2 separate regions of the Mus musculus genome follow, and region 2 is linked to region 1. The links are chromatin contacts, called in public Micro-C maps. All regions are on one chromosome and are shown on one strand. The core of a region is the stretch at or near the end of the contact, and the rest is flanking DNA. Distances in the headings are between cores, read along the strand shown. Region 1 has its middle 230 kb from the start of Pter. Region 2 overlaps Rsu1 (Ras suppressor protein 1).

Evidence for each region. A called contact is a pair of places that touch in the nucleus more often than the background predicts.
Region 2: a Micro-C map of muscle stem cells shows a contact between it and region 1, with 4 times the contacts expected there. The contact joins two enhancer-like sites. A contact is called at or near these places in 5 of 484 Hi-C or Micro-C datasets (cerebral cortex, cortical neurons, frontal cortex and 2 more) and 3 of 115 datasets of contacts at active chromatin or transcription factors (embryonic hindbrain, embryonic stem cells and oligodendrocyte precursor cells).

Annotation. Positions count from the first base shown.
Region 1 is chr2:12,694,767-12,702,611 of GRCm38.p6, forward strand. No RefSeq gene overlaps it. Among named protein-coding and RNA genes, the nearest start is that of Pter, 230 kb to the right of the region's middle. Within about 2 kb of position 4,780, at least 16 of the 459 cell types and tissues checked have an H3K27ac peak or open chromatin away from gene starts, as enhancers often do. A contact at or near this core is called in muscle stem cells, where this site is marked.
Region 2 is chr2:13,185,921-13,193,765 of GRCm38.p6, forward strand. The region is part of intron 7 of Rsu1 (Ras suppressor protein 1); the gene reads right to left. Among named protein-coding and RNA genes, the nearest start is that of Rsu1, 82 kb to the right of the region's middle. Within about 2 kb of position 3,066, at least 26 of the 459 cell types and tissues checked have an H3K27ac peak or open chromatin away from gene starts, as enhancers often do. A contact at or near this core is called in muscle stem cells, where this site is marked.

The DNA.
Region 1 (7,845 bases), core at 3,530-6,029:
AACACATGTCGAGACAGAGATAGAAAAAGAGACAGAGAGAGAATTTCAACAATTAAAAACTAAATTATTTGTAAGTTAATTTATAACTCAATATAAATTTACTTAGTAAAACCAATGAAAAATGTTCTTCCTCTTCACCCATCCTAAATTGGAGCCATTGCTATGAATCTACACAAAGGGAAGAGAATAATAAAAGTTGGATGGCAGCTGAGGAAGGGTGTGGATACCATTTCAGCAAATGCAACATGTTTGCTCATGACAAGACTTATTTCAAACATTGTATAGGTCCTGTCTCACAAGTCTAGAATATTTCTAAACAATACTCATGAAAATTTGTATACTTCAATGTTTTCATTATTGAGAATAAATGAATTAAAGAGGCAATAAAATTAATATTGTAAGGGAGTTCAGATAGATTTGAAGGCTGGGTTATCAGGGGTTATGTGTGATCTGAATATGTCATATTCATATTTGAAAGTGCCAAAGGATAAATTTAAAAGAAAGCAGCCATCATTGTACTATGGGAAAATAAAATAATAATGTAAAAGCAGAAAGGAGAAGGAGTCATCATGCCACATGAAAGTGGAGAGTAAAGCTTAAAAAACAGAGAAATACTTATAGAAAGATTTAAAAGAGAATAGTGCAAACAGATTGTGAGAACAGATATAAAGAAGGATAAAACCATGAGAAAATAATACTCATGGACGTTTGGTATATGTGAAAATGTTCAGCTGTTTTAATAAAGAAAAGAAAATAAGCAAAAATTTACTAAAAAATGCAAATCTTGAATAGAATTGAGAAATTATCGGGGTGTCCTCCAAAACCAGTCTCCCCGGGTAGTATACTGAGTGGTTTCTGTTAAATTAACTTGTAATTTTGAAGGAGTAGAATTTGAACCACAGAATGGAACTATTCATAACCTGACGAAGCACAGAAAAGAAACCCTGATAATCCATTTATGAAGGTGGCTGTTAAAATCCTAACTAACACAAGAAGCTGAAACCCAACTATATTATATATTAAAGAATGATCCAATATAATCAAATAGGGCTTATTCTAGAATTGCAAGGGTAACTTTTCCTCCTGAGTTCTCAATTTTCTTCCATGTACTGCAAAAATATCCCTATGGAATATATTGGTTAGAGAAGTATTGGAATTTTTTTTTTAAATCACTGGGCAGGTCCTTCTATCTGGATTGTGATGGAGCAGCTGAAGATGTAATTGATAAAATCAGGGTATCTTTGGAAAAGCACAGGCAGGAGGCAGGCAGACCCTAGACAAAGAGGTTCTACCTGACTCAATATGCAGCAGAACTGGTACATCTATTTTCTTGAGAATTTTCCAACATGTATCAATCTCTTGTTATACACAATCACATAAATAATATATATCCATGAGGATAAAATTAAAATGAAATGCCCCAGGAGTTACTTAGCATGAGATCCAAGTGTCTTTGCTGTTTGATAGGAACTCTGATCCTTGGCTAAAAACTGCTATCCTTTATCCTATTCTTCGACCTGATTTAATTCACAGAGCGCTTCCTAAAAGGTTCTACTGCAGAGTCTAAGAATGTCTGATGGCAATTCCTCTTAGCTTTTGGTAAAGTATATGAAGCAACTCATCTTTATATTACTACCAGGGAAGGGAAGTTCTCACCAAAATGTATGCTTTGTCTTGGGCCCATGTAACACAGTTGAGAAGTAGGACCTAGTGAGAAGTGTCTGGTTTATGTCAACACAGCCTTCATGAATCAGTAAGTGACTATCTTGACTGTTTAAGTGCTTGTATTTATGGAACTTTAATTTCTGCATGAAGAGATTACTATAAACAGTCCATTCCAATGGCTTTCCTCTTCCACTTGCATGTATTTACCCTCTATTTCCTTCCATGAGATAAAGAAGCAAGAAGCTCTCATACATTCTTTGCCAAAGTGAGTATCTCTCCTTTATAAATTATCCATTCTTAGATAGATGTTCTGTTACAGCAAAAGAAACTAGGATTGTGTGGCATATCAAGATGCAGCCAAAAAGATCTGGATAGCAGAGTGAGACCTCTTATGATACATGGAAAATAAGCCTCGTTAACTGTAAGAAACTTGACATAAATTGACAGCCAGTTTTTCCTGAACATGTTTGCTATGTTTTGAATATTCCTAAGATAGGAATCCAGGGCCTAATCTCACGGTTTCCAAAGAAATAACTTCTTAATGGGCAAGACTTCCAGGGGGAAAGAGGCAGCATGGTCATCATCCCAGAAAAAGAACAAGAACAAAAACAGAAAACATACTAAACCAAAACAAAGAATAACAGAACTAAATAGAAGGTGTGCCCTTTTCTCCCCTCCCCTCCCCCTCTTTCCTTTTTCTCTCCCCCTTCCCTTCCCTCTTTTCTCTCCCTCCTTCTCCCCTGTTTTCCCCGTTTCCCTTCCCCTCCCCTTACTTTTACCCTCCCCCTTCCCTCTCCTTCTCCCTCTCTCTCCTCCTCCTCCTTCTTCATTTTCTTTCTATTAGTCTCGCAATTCCTGCCCACTTTCCTTTCCACTCTTTTCCATATTAGTACTTGCTAATAAGTGGGGAAGTCCAGCTCTGAATCTGAAGGCTCTTCATATTCTCACTAGAATGAGTCAGTTACCATCCAGCTGCTCCCTTCCTGTACTGCCACAGTCTTCTTCCCCCTACAGCAGGCATCTCTCTCTCCTCTCTCTCTCTCTCTCTCTCTCTCTCTCTCTCTCTCTCTCTCTCTCTCCATGCCCTGAACTTTTACAAAAGTCTTAATCATAGCAACACTCACTGTTGCCTACATACCAGTGATAATGTGTGTTCTGTTCCAGATTTTTATTTATTTAGACATCCTCAGGTGGGTATTTTTAACCTTTAATCTTTTTCTCTTAATTGTTTAGAATATTCCTTTTCTTAGTAGAATGGATGAAATTTCAAGATAATATGGAAATTTCCAGAAGAAAAGCTTTTCAATATAATTTTTTCTTAAATATGTAACTACAACCTGTTCAGTCCATATAGTGTTGCTTGCATGTATATGATTTCAGAGTTCACTACTTGGTTTTGAACCAATTTGAGGGCTCTTCCCCGGGAAAGACTATTTCTAACTTCAGTGATACAATTAACCTTTTTTTGTTTTGTTTTGTTTGTTTGTTTGTTTGTTTTTTATGAGTGAAGAGACTCCTACACAGAGTGCATTCCTTGCTGCTCTGTGTGCTGTTTCACAAGGACTGTAGATACAGGTAGATTGAGCTGAAGTGGAAATTTCTGGTTTCTGTAACTTAGTTGTGCCATGTGATGTTGTTCTGGAAGTTATCTTGTGAGAGGGTATGCAATGTTTTGCTAAAAACAGATATTTATGAGGGTATGTGATGGTTAGAACGAATACAAATGGAACCCACATAACGTGAGAGGACACTCTTGCATTAATATATTGTTGCTTTAATGGTCTTCCCTGGTCTTCATTGGTCTTTGTTGGTCTTCAGTTTGTAGAGAGAAATGCACCAAAGTACTTCTCATGGTATTCTGGCCAATTCCAGCCACTTTCGCTGACTCTCGGTACCAACTGGGCAGAGCCTTGCAGCTTCTGCTAAACCATACTGGTGCTATTGATTTGTGTTTGGTGTTTGCTATTGAATTCAACTGCTGGTATTCTGACAAGGAAGGGTGGGATGGCCCCCCAAAAATATGTCTAAACAGGTCTACAACACATTTTTCCTACTAACCTTTTCCCCCTACATTTGGTAGGTGGGTTAGAAGGGAGGTTGAAGCATTTAAGAACTCTAAATAAGGTAGGCTTTGAAAAAAATCTAATCTTATATTAAGCAGAAAGACAGAAGAGTGCATGCCTTAGAGGCCAATGGCATATGTCTAGCTTTTGGGACTACTGCTCACTGGCCCGTAGAAAGAAACTTTCCTACCTGATATTCAATTTCCTTGTTTGCAGGATAAGAAAATGGTTGCATATGTCACATACAGATAAAAATGAAAACTATTACAAAGGCCAATAAGTGTATGGCCCAGAGATAATAGTAAATGTTGGCTATTTATTTAAATGTAAATCAAATCATAAATTACTTTTAGTTAGATCTAAGGTGAACTCTGCCTAAGAGTAACTGGTTGACTATTCATTACCGAGTATTCGTTATCATCTTCATGTGGGAATTTATTTGGTATTTTCATCTTTTTGTATCTGTTAAATGGTATAAGGATTCAAATTGAAGGTCATATCCTCCAAGCCCTTACCATTATTTGGCCTTATTAGCACCAAATGTTTGTTAATTTGCAAATGAAGTTTGAAATCCATTCTGACCTTGCCATGTGGTGGTACCACAGCCCATAACTGTTAGTTTATTATGCACTTTGAAGTAGGGTGGCAGATTACCGCTAGCTGGACAGCTGCCTACACCCATCCAACCCTTATAAGATTTCAAAGTAATTTTAGCTGCAGATATTTATTTTGAATTTACTCTGCAGCTAATGATAGGGATATTACATTTATTTTTAAGGCAATAGCTATTCTTTCAAGCAAATGATCAATGTCAAACAAATCACTTAGCTGTCTTATAGAACATTGCTTCTCTGAGGCTTTCCACTACCCGGGGCAAGAGGAAAGAACAGAATTAGAATCTAAAAGAGATCTGACGGCTGTCATTTCCACAATAGGAACGTTGACAGGTGGAATAAATAACTTCTGGAGACCAACTTGTTAAACTGGGTTAAAAGAAGATCTGTATGTGTGGCCCAGCCTGATGCTGCCTGCCAATCTGATTATATTTTATTACTCAGCTGAACTGTATGCCATGATTCAGTTTGTGGTTATCCAGAGGGGTCACAAGCTGCAGCAACTCATATTTCCTGAACATATTTTGGCAGAAATTGTGGATTGCTTTAAGAGAATGCCAACCAGTGTCAGAGATAAAGACAAAGGGCTTCTTTATAGTTATTTAACATTATCAAACTACCAGGCAAGGAAAAGCAGGCAGAAATCCTTTGTGGGATTCCAACATACATTCAGCCATATCACAGACCTGCATGGTCTCGTCTAAGAAATCAGACTCCATATATGGAGGTCCTGAGCATATCAAACAGAAAGACCTTATTTATAAATCTTGGTAACTCTGTCTTATGTTGTATTGAGGTCCCCTCCCTAATTACCTTCAGCATTCTTTCTGGGTCTTGGCCTCACTCATTTTTCATATATATCCCTAACATTACTTCCCTGATAATCCAGGAGTTTCATTTTCTCTCTGAACACATCGTTTTCCAGTTCTGCCAATTCTCTTTTTCTCTCCTGAAGCACTCTTGTATCTCCCTCTTTCCATGTATGTATTTATCCAGTAGTACTTTCATTCTTAACCAATTGATTCACCTTCTTACTAGCACCACAACCTTCCTTCTCCCGTGTCTGTCATTAGCAACTATGTGATCATGCATCAGGATAATCATTAACTTACTTTTGCCAATGCTAAGGTTGCTTCTTGAGATCCATGATGCTGTAGGGACCAATGCTGGATGCCAGCATTCAGGAAATGTTAACTATAAGAATAATTCCTGGCTTTGTGGCCACATTCATTATTGGATCTTTTTCTTGTATTTTCCATTTCAGAAGAAATATTCTGAGTCTACCCTACCCAAGATTAGCTTTTTCTCTATGGACTAATTCAGTAGTTTTCAGGTCCACACCAGTAATTTTTTTTTTATCATTCTGGGTTTTGGTTTTGTTTCTTCAGTTCTGAAAAACTGAGCTCAGGGCCTGGAGCATACTAGGCAAATGCTGTACCACTAATCCATATATACCACTGAATTACATGTATCATTGAGCCTCATGTACCACTGGGCTACATGTACCACTAACTCACATCCTTGGGACCAGAGATTTTGCTCTATGTGGTCCCAGCTATCCACAATCAGTCATTCTCTGAAAATAACAAGTGTGGTATTGTAAATATTGAAGATATTATAGATAATTAGTTCAGGAGTCTTAAGTTATACACAGTTTTGAATAGTACAATACAATCTCAGTTCATCCAGCTTGTATGGTAATCCACTTATTAGTTTAGTATGTTATATGTGCTCCTCAACCATTAATCACTCAATAGATAGTTTGGTTGTCAGATGAACTACCTTGGGTCATGCTGCTCATGTTCAGGAAACTCTGACCTAGTTGCCTAAATCTGTCCCACAATGCTTCTAGCACTTTCTTCCCTTCATCTCTTCATGTAGGTACTATTCCACATTACCACAAGAAGGTAAGTTTTATACATGAAAAAATAACCTTGAGAGGTCATATTTATACCCCAGGTATTGTTATTATTCTACTTTATTGTGAATTTGCAATGATCTTGTCATGTCTAAATTATAAATTACATAACATCATAGGCATTTCTGGACAGACTTTTGCTGTATCTTGTGTCAGGTATCCATTGGGAATCTTGGAAGATAGCTTAGCAAGAATGAGGAGTGGGGACTGTACCACCTTCTATGCTTTATTAATATCTCACACTAGCAATTTCACTTCTCTTAATCTCTCCTTTTCCATCACTCAGTATATAAATATGCACACATATACACATATACACCCTGCAGCTCCTAACCTCTTCTTTTTATAATTACACTCCGATTAAGCTAACCTATATTTATTAATTGCCCCTTTCCAAGTCCTTTCTTACTATTGCATAAAATTTCCCATTGGCAAAACAATGATTTATGACTCATTAGTGGTATGGACATTCAATGTCACTTTTAGGTTGTCATTTATTGAACTTAAGAGTCATGGCGCTAGTCCATTTTCCAGAAGCCATGCATTCATTTGTTCCCCTGCAATCCTAGGAAGTGGGCATCAGAAGAGAAACAGAAACTAAGTGCGTCTAGTCAGCCACCATCTCTACACTGAGGAAATCTTACAAGGTAAACAGTGCTTTCTATGGAAGCATAGAGTTGAGAGGAAGACCAATTCTAAGCTAGCGAACAAACACCACAGTTATGCCAACTGAGATGAAAGCTCCTGAGGAGACACAGGGTTCCATGATTTACAATGAGGGCAACCCCTGGGAGAAGTCACAGGAAGACTTCTCTAAGAAGTAATAGATTAGTTGATAGCTGAAGATCGGAGCATATCTGCTATGCAGATGACAGGAGTGGCCCAAGAATGAGAACCACCATGTTTGGAATCAATCTCATGGGCTGGACAAGATCTTTGGAGGCTGGGCCTCGCTATGGTCTTGTCTAATGACCTCAGACAGTTATGCATGGAATAACTCCTTCTCTCTCATGACACTGTGTGTGTATCCCATGTTTTCCCACTGCACCACAGACATCCCTAGGGTAGGCATACATATGCTTAGCAAACACTAAGCAATAAAATATAAGAAAATATGGCAATGTATTCTGAGGTGCATCCTGTCCTCTCCCCACCCCCAATTGACTGAGAGGAGAGTGAATTCATTAGGATCTTTAGAGTCTATGTGGTTGCTGCTGTGCCTCAGTTTTCTTTCACCTGTTTTTACCTCATGAGCGAGGGCAGCCAGCTGCTGGTAATCGAAATGAGTAACAAGAATTAACGACTGGGGTCTAATTCCCTCATAGGACTTTGGTATTTCTCCATGCCTTTGTTTCTTTAACCATTAGGGTTTATATCAAACTATCTCCAGTTAGCATACAAGTTCGGCTCATGAAAATATTAAAACATGGTAAATTTTTCTGGGGAGATTTATGAATATGCATGTAGGAAGCTGTTCTTCCTTCAGCGTGGCCTCCTGGAGAGAATTCTGAGCTGGAAGGTCAAAGCCCCGAGTTTTATTCTGGGCTTTGCTCCTCACTTGCTCCGTGACCTTGGCCAAGGTGCT
Region 2 (7,845 bases), core at 1,816-4,315, 490 kb after region 1:
ATCAGCCTGACTATTGAATTCATAAAACTACATACATTACAAATGTATGATACACATAGAGAATAATACTAAGCCATAAAAAATGAAGTCCTGTCATTTGCAGGAAAATGAATGGGACTGTAGGTTACTTCAGTAAAGGAAATAAATGAGACACAGAAAAGCAGGTATTATACATTCTGTCTCGTGTGTGTGTGTGTGTGTGTGTGTGTGTGTGTGTGTTCCACATGTGTGCAGGGGTTGGGTAACAAATAAAAATAGAAAGATTCTCAGATTCTCAGAGGAGAAGGTTCTTGGCAGGAAGAAAGGAAACAGGGAAGGCAAGCAAGGGTCACAGGAAGAGTGGGGTTGGCCCAAGTATTACCTACACATATATGGGAATGCCACAGTAAAATCATTTACTTGAACAATTAATGAATTAATAATATGGCTAAAAACCATTGGACCATGTACATGAGCATTTATACAAGGGGATTTTTCCCCATTGCCCTATATCTTGGTTTATGTTAGCACCCCCTATTTTATTTGATTTTTGCAGTGGGGCTAGAACCCAGGGCCTTGCTCACACTGGCCGAGAGCTGAGCCCCTGAGTCCTGGCCACAGTCCTCACTCTGTTTTAATTACAACAAGTCATCAAGACTTATTCCTTTTCAACAGTGTTGTCACCATTTAGGGCCCACTGGTATTTCATGTGAATTTCAGGGTTTTATTTCTATGAAAGGTATTGCTGAGACTGGACAGGGATTGCATTAAATCCATGAACAGCTTCCAGGACCATGATACACGTTTATTAGCAGGGCAGAATATTGAATATTTTTACCAGACCACATTCATATATGGACACATGATCACTTATTCAACAGCCACAACACACAATGATGATTTTTATGTACTCTATAAAACAATCGCTGTATATGTGTTTAAAACAATAATGTTTCTGTTTTTAAATGACTCATACCTTATGTAATTGTACATTAAATAGGATATTACCTTAAGAATAATACAATTTCATTAGGGGACTCTCACTTCTAAAAAACAGCATACAGAGATGTTGGACTTAGAAAAATCTCAGGCAATTTTCCATTATCAAGGAAAGAGAAGGAGACATAGGTTTGAATCTAAGAGGGGCCAGGCAGAGTAGTCTTCCAGGATAGATGTGGATGGTAAATACAGGACTGCATGTTTCAGAACTCGTGGATGCTGCGGTATTCTACCTTAATCCACCTATTTCTCACGTGGAAACCTCTATTCTATCACAGAGAAATGGTGTCACTCATGCTCGGGAGTGATTACGAGCCTCTGAGAGACCCTAAATGTATGTGTATCGATCGGTTTTGAATGTTCCTTTCCTGTGGATCTACTTCCTCAGGGGTCAGACCTGCCGAGCAGAACCCAGAAGACTTTCAGGTATCTAAGGCCAGACTCTGCTTTGATCTGCAGCCTTCTGCACAGACCGGTACCAACCACCACATTACTTCAAGGCCATAATCCAGAACTGTGTACAATAGCAAAATCTTTAAAAGGGGTATGGAGGGCATGGGGGGGGGGGTATCAAATTTAATTTCCAAAACATGTAAAAGGGGGAAATAATTTACTAGATAGCATCAGGGAGATAAAATGCCAAACAAATATAGACTAACGCAACAGGCTTGGATATGATCCCTTAATCTGAACTATAATCATCTCAGTAATGTTCCCAATGGTAAGAACATTTTCTCCCTGTCTGACCTCATCACCACTTTCATAGGATGATGGCTGAACTTAGGGTGTCACTGTAATGCAGCTCAGGCGCTTTCTCACAAGGAAGCAGAGAACAAAATTAACTTTATTTTTTATTTATATATAAATACCCTTGAATCCAATTTTATTAAAGGTTAAGTCAGGGATCAACCAACTACACAGATCCTAAACTTAAGTTATATGTAAAAAAGGCTTGTTTTGGCTTTGTTTCATGCTCAGGAGCTTATATTTTTATTACCTCGGTGCTATGTGTAATATTCTCTGCAGAGGCTGTGGATGATAAGGGTGTGGATACTATGTCACATGAAATAGGTACTAGGATAATTAACAATGCTGAATGACATAATCACTGAGTCTACAGCTATGACTGATAATTTTAACTTAATTTTCAATGAATTCCAAAATTTCACACGCCAACAAAAAATTATAAATGTTTTTAGGCTACGTATTAACAAGCCATTTTAATGAGTGTCAATTAAATCTATTTTCACTGATTATTAGCATTAAAATATTTTTTAAAAAGGCAGCAACGGTGTGTTGTTATATGCCACATGTGAACAAACACACGGGTACACAATTAGACCCTACTAACCATAATGAAAGCAAAAGCTATACACTACAGCAGAGTAAACCGTAGGGGGTGGGGAGAATGGAAGTATAGCTTTTACTTGTGGAGACAACAGTATCCTTTTGTTTCCTGAGTGACAAAAGGCAATGAGTACCTAATTATTATGGTTTGGATATGAAATTCTGCAGATGGGCTTATGGGATGAACACCTGGCCTCCAGCTGAAAAAGGCTTGGACACTTTAGAAGGTGGGGCTGAGATAAGGAAGCAGTCACTGGAGTGGGGAGATGTGCTTTTGGGGGTTTTTGTAACCTTGTCCCTAATCTCCCACCCCTATTATAGGCTCTACCCTCGCTGCCCTGCCCACCATGATGTTCTGTCCAATCAGATGGGACCAAAAGATAGGTATGTGTAGGTGTGTGTGTGTGTGTGTGTGTGTGTGTGTGTGTGTGTGTGTTGGGGACAGGAAAATAAACCCTCGGCAACTTTGAGCCAAAGTAAGAACTTCTTCTTATAAGTGACTCTCACAGGTATTTTGGTTACAATATAAAAGTTACTAATGGACTCACAGAAACAGCCATTGTCATATTCTTTACTGTTGATCCAAATTCCGGCAGAGGTCAGGGACATACACTAATACAGTCTAAACCTTCTAACAGTGCAGCATAAGAAATATGAATGCAAAGCAAGACTACGACTCAGGGGGAAAGAGTCTACCACACGGCTTACGGATTTACTTTGATAATGTATGACTCCTAACATAAAAAGCATTGCTATAAATAGCCCGGGGAAAATGGAGTTCTACCACACTTCTGGATGTGGGCGAGGATGATTTCACCATTACATCAGGAATCTTGTTTCCAAGTATTTTTGGAACGCCAACTGCTTCAGGTTAAAAATACGAAATACTGTCACAGTAACAATTAACAAAAAAAGAAAGTACTATCATACTCTACTCAAGAAGAAAACAATCAACAATTACAAAACCATTTTCACCGCGTGAAGGTGGCTTGGAAGCTCAGTTTATGTATAGGGAAAAAAACAACCCTAAGCTTGAATGAGTCAAACTCTGGCTTGGTTCCACGTATTAGCACTTCTAATCCACTTTCCTGGTTGCAACTGGTTTCTAGAGCCTTGCCTCCCCCCAAATACCAGTTGGCTAACTAGGACTTTCCAATCACCCTGACATTCCTGACCATCACCAATCTTAATACTGGCATTAGAAAAAAAAAAGAATTTTTATCCCTGTATTATCTCCCTACACCACCAGCTCCTGCTATTGACCCTGTCTTCTCTTAGCTTAGTTTCATATCCTCAACTCCCCCCCCCCCCCACATACACACACACCTCGGTGTGCACTTGTGTGTAGGTTGTGGGTGGGTGGTCACAGTTGCTATGTTCATGACTGTAATGGACATGTCATTTCTAGAAGACAGTACTATATATGGTACTCCTCCCATCTCTGGCTCTTACATCCTTCCCACCCCCTCTTCAGGAATGTTCCCTAGCCTCCAAGTGAGTGATTAAAGATGCCCCAGTACCTTGACAGGATATGAATCTTTGCTTTGTTCAAAATAATGGCTTCAAGTAGTGAACCAATTATTCCAAGAGAACATGGAATATTTCATTTTATATATTATTCCTATTTAGTTAAAGCTAGCATATAGAAAGCTTAAAGAAACTTTTGTTGTTGTTGTTGTTTAGTTTGATGCTACAAACTGTGAGGGAAGAACATTCAAGGGCCAAGTCTCCTAGTTGACATCATTAGAACAGCCAATGGAGAAGCCTGGGGTTCACAAAGCTATACTCCACAAAATCGTCAGAGTTGTTGGCTTAAATTTTAAACAACTGTTCCTTAAAATACAGTGCCATTGATAACTACTACAGAGAAAATCCAACGAATCACCTTCCAAATAATTTTCCATCAGATAACACGGTGTTTGAGTGGGCTGTCTACGGTCACATCAGTCTTTCCTGTTCTTGAACCCGGTTTCCTCAATGTTCTGATCAAGCTTAACGCCTTCATTGTTGCCTCTTCAGATGGTAACCTGCACTGTACTTCCTCACAGAAGGCCTGGCACTTCACTTTCCTAACACTCATTACACTTCACAACACATTTGATGACTATCTTCCTGTCCTGATGGTTTTTATGACAACTTAACAGAAGCTAGAGTCCTCGGAAAGGAGAGAGCTTTAGCTGGGACAATCCCTTCATAAGATCTGGTACTAATCACTAAATTTTTTAATTAGTGATTCATGGGAAAAGGCCTAGCCCTTGTGGGTGGGGCCATCCATGGGCTGGTGGTCCTGGGTTCTATAATAAAGCAGGCTGAGCAAGCCATGGGGAGCAACCCAGTAAACAGCACTACTCAATGGCCTCTGCATCAGGTCCTGCCTCTGGGTTTCTGTCCTGTTTGAGTTCCTGTCCTAGCTTTCTTAAATGATGGACTATAGTATGGAAATATAAGCCAAATATACCTTGTCTTCCCCAAATTGCTTTTTGGTTATGGTGTTTCATTGCAGCAACAGAAACCCTAACTAAGATACTCACGCTTTGTCTGTTTCTCTAGCTTCATCATAAGTTTCCAGGGCACTGAGGATACAGAGATCTTATTCAAGACAACGCCTGGCACCATTTCAAGCATCTCCCCCTACAAACTCTCTAAGGCTTATTTAGAAAGATCTGTGTGTGTGCCCCTAGGATGTGACCACACCCAAATGGGTGTTCTATAGTATCTTTCACTGTGCAGGCAGAAAGCACAAAGATGCTTGCTTTAATTAACTATAACTCAAGACCGAGGAAGCATTAAAGAGCCAGAGTCCAACCCAGACACTTTCTACATATGAGCTTAGAGCTCAAAAGAAGCTGCGCTTTGAGAAGGGGCTTTACAGTTAAGAAAACAAGAAAGGGTTCCTCAAGCAGGAAAGTCCCAGGAGCCAGCAAGGGGTAGAGCTGGAATTCAAATCAATTCCTGGTTTAGGGACTGGGCTGGGTTAACATTAAAAAGACCCTGCTGGTTTTATTGCGACACCTTCTATTCACCCTATTCCTGCCTATCAATCCCACTCACCATAAGAGTATCAATGGTCAGTCCCCTTTGATAGGCTGCCTGGTCAGGGCAGATGGCTGAGTAGGACTGAAAAAGGCAATGCCATGGTTGTGACATAAAACATACACTCTCCTGTGAGGCATTCTGGGTAGTCACCGAACACAGTATTCCAGGCCCCCTCCCCCCATAATACTGATACAGAAAAAGCAAATATCAAATAGAAATAATATGCAGTTACCCATCACTCTAGAGAATGTATTATACAGATGACCTGTGAACACTTCAAAAGACAACACAATGTCAAAAATGTGGTTAGGAAATGCCCAGCAACTCACTTCATAGTTGGTTCTGGGTAAGTAGAAAGCACTCTGCTCTACTTCTTGCTAAACACGTCCTTATGCATTTGAGTTTTTCCCATATTAAGTCAACCCATCAGGAATAAACTCTTTTGTGCACCTAATAACTGCAGTCCCCTCTTGCATATAAGCACAGGTAGCATGTATGTCTAGTCATCATTAACCTTCCTTTGGTGACCGCACAGGTTTTATTGTTTGTTTGGTGTGTGTGTGTGTGTGTGTGTGTGTGTGTGTGCGTGTATGTGTGTGTACATAACCCATGAACACAACAAAGTCTCACTTTGTCTTGTAACTCAGGCTGGCCTGGAACTTGCTATGTTGCCAAGTCTGGCCCCCAGCTCATGATCTTCCTGCTCTGTTTTGTTGTTGTTGTTACTGCTGTTGTTGTAGTTGTTATCTCATAAGCCTCTGCACTTATTATTCTGCTCGGGACACAGTAACAAAGAACCACAGTCTCCAAGCCTTAGTGTTAGTAAGCTTTCTATTACGGTGACCAAAACTACCTGATGGAAATAACAGGGAGGGGGGCTTTCTTTTGGCTGTTGGCTTTTGTCTTGGCTCAACAGACTTAAGCAAAACATCAAGGCGGCAGAGGCAAGTGGCAAGGAGAAGCTTATCAGCTCATAGCTGACTAGAAAGGAGAAAGCAAGACAGGAAGTGGCCAAGGACAAGATACCCACCCCCAAGAACCTACCTCAGGGTCCAACTCACTCCAGCTAGGTTTAACCTCCCTAAGTTTTAGAGCCTTCTCAATAGCTCCACCCTCTGGAGAACAATAATCAAAACATAGGAGAACATCATACATTCAAACCACCATAACTTTAAAAAAAAAAAAAAAAAGGTCTTTTCAGAGCTAGAGACTTAAAGTCCAAATTCAGGGTTAGTTTCACCCATTTCTCCTTGGCTTGTGCCTTGCTGCCTCCAGCACTTGGATCGGCTGGTGTTTCCTCTATCCAAGCCTATACCTGCTATCTCCGTAAAGCTATATATCCTTTCTATAAGGATAAAGGCCTACCCCCCCCCCAAAAGACTAGTTAAGTTAATTGAATGATTTCTTACCTCTGTCCCCCAATATAGTCACATTCAGAGGTTCTAGGAATGACAACTTAGACATAGGAAGGAAAGACAAAATCAGCCCAGAAGAGTTTGTCCGATTTCGCTGCTGCAGGAGTAGAAAGACTGTTCTAACTATCACCTTCAATTTAGTCAAGATACTTAACCATTCACAAACACTGATTTAGCACCCTTAAAAACAAAACCGTAAGGTAAAGAAACCATGCCTAAGGGACTAATGGTATAGTAATGTAACGCATGGGTTTGAACAGTTAACAGGTGGGACCAGCTGGAGGAGTGCTGCTTATAGAAATCTAAGTGAACAAGGAGGAGATTACAGGAAAAGGGAGAAGTCTCCAGAGACCCAAACCAGGGATGCTAAGGAAAACAATTGAACATGGGAGGAGGGCTTAGAGAGGCAGGTGGGGACAGATCATTAGGAGCTTCATGAGCCTTGTAAAAAAAAGCTCTGCTTTTTCTACACATGCTAAGAAACAAAGGGAGGACTCCTTCTACAGAGCCAAGGAGTCCAACCCCCTCCCCAAGAAGCACTGTAGTCACTCTATAGAGAGGAAGCGCATCCCAAGGCTTATTTGGGTGTGGCCATGAACCACGGCAGGGAATTAGTGATTTGCTAGGTATGATGGCAAATGGAAATATTTTTCCATTTTTTTTCTTTATGACCTGACCAAGATACGTACTTTAATGTTAGTGGGTTCACACACTTGCACATCAACCCGCTTTTCTGAGTAGCTGAGAAATGAGGAGAAGGCACTCACCGTGCCAAGAGAAGAGAGCATTCTGGTACTCCGTCCTATCTGGGCATCTCCACTCAACCCTCTGATGAATGTTTGCTGACAACATGACATTGGTCAATTATTATTTTTTTTTTGTCTCTGTATTTCAGACGCTTCATCTGTAAGATGAGTATTATATGTGTCAATATCCACCCTTTATATGGGATTTTAAATGTAAAGCCTGTCGACAATACTGTCTTTGAAACTCTGTGGCAGGGGTGTGTGCTAGTCTGTACTTCTCTGCTCCCACTGGTGAACTTCCAACTTGATCAGGCATGGGGGCT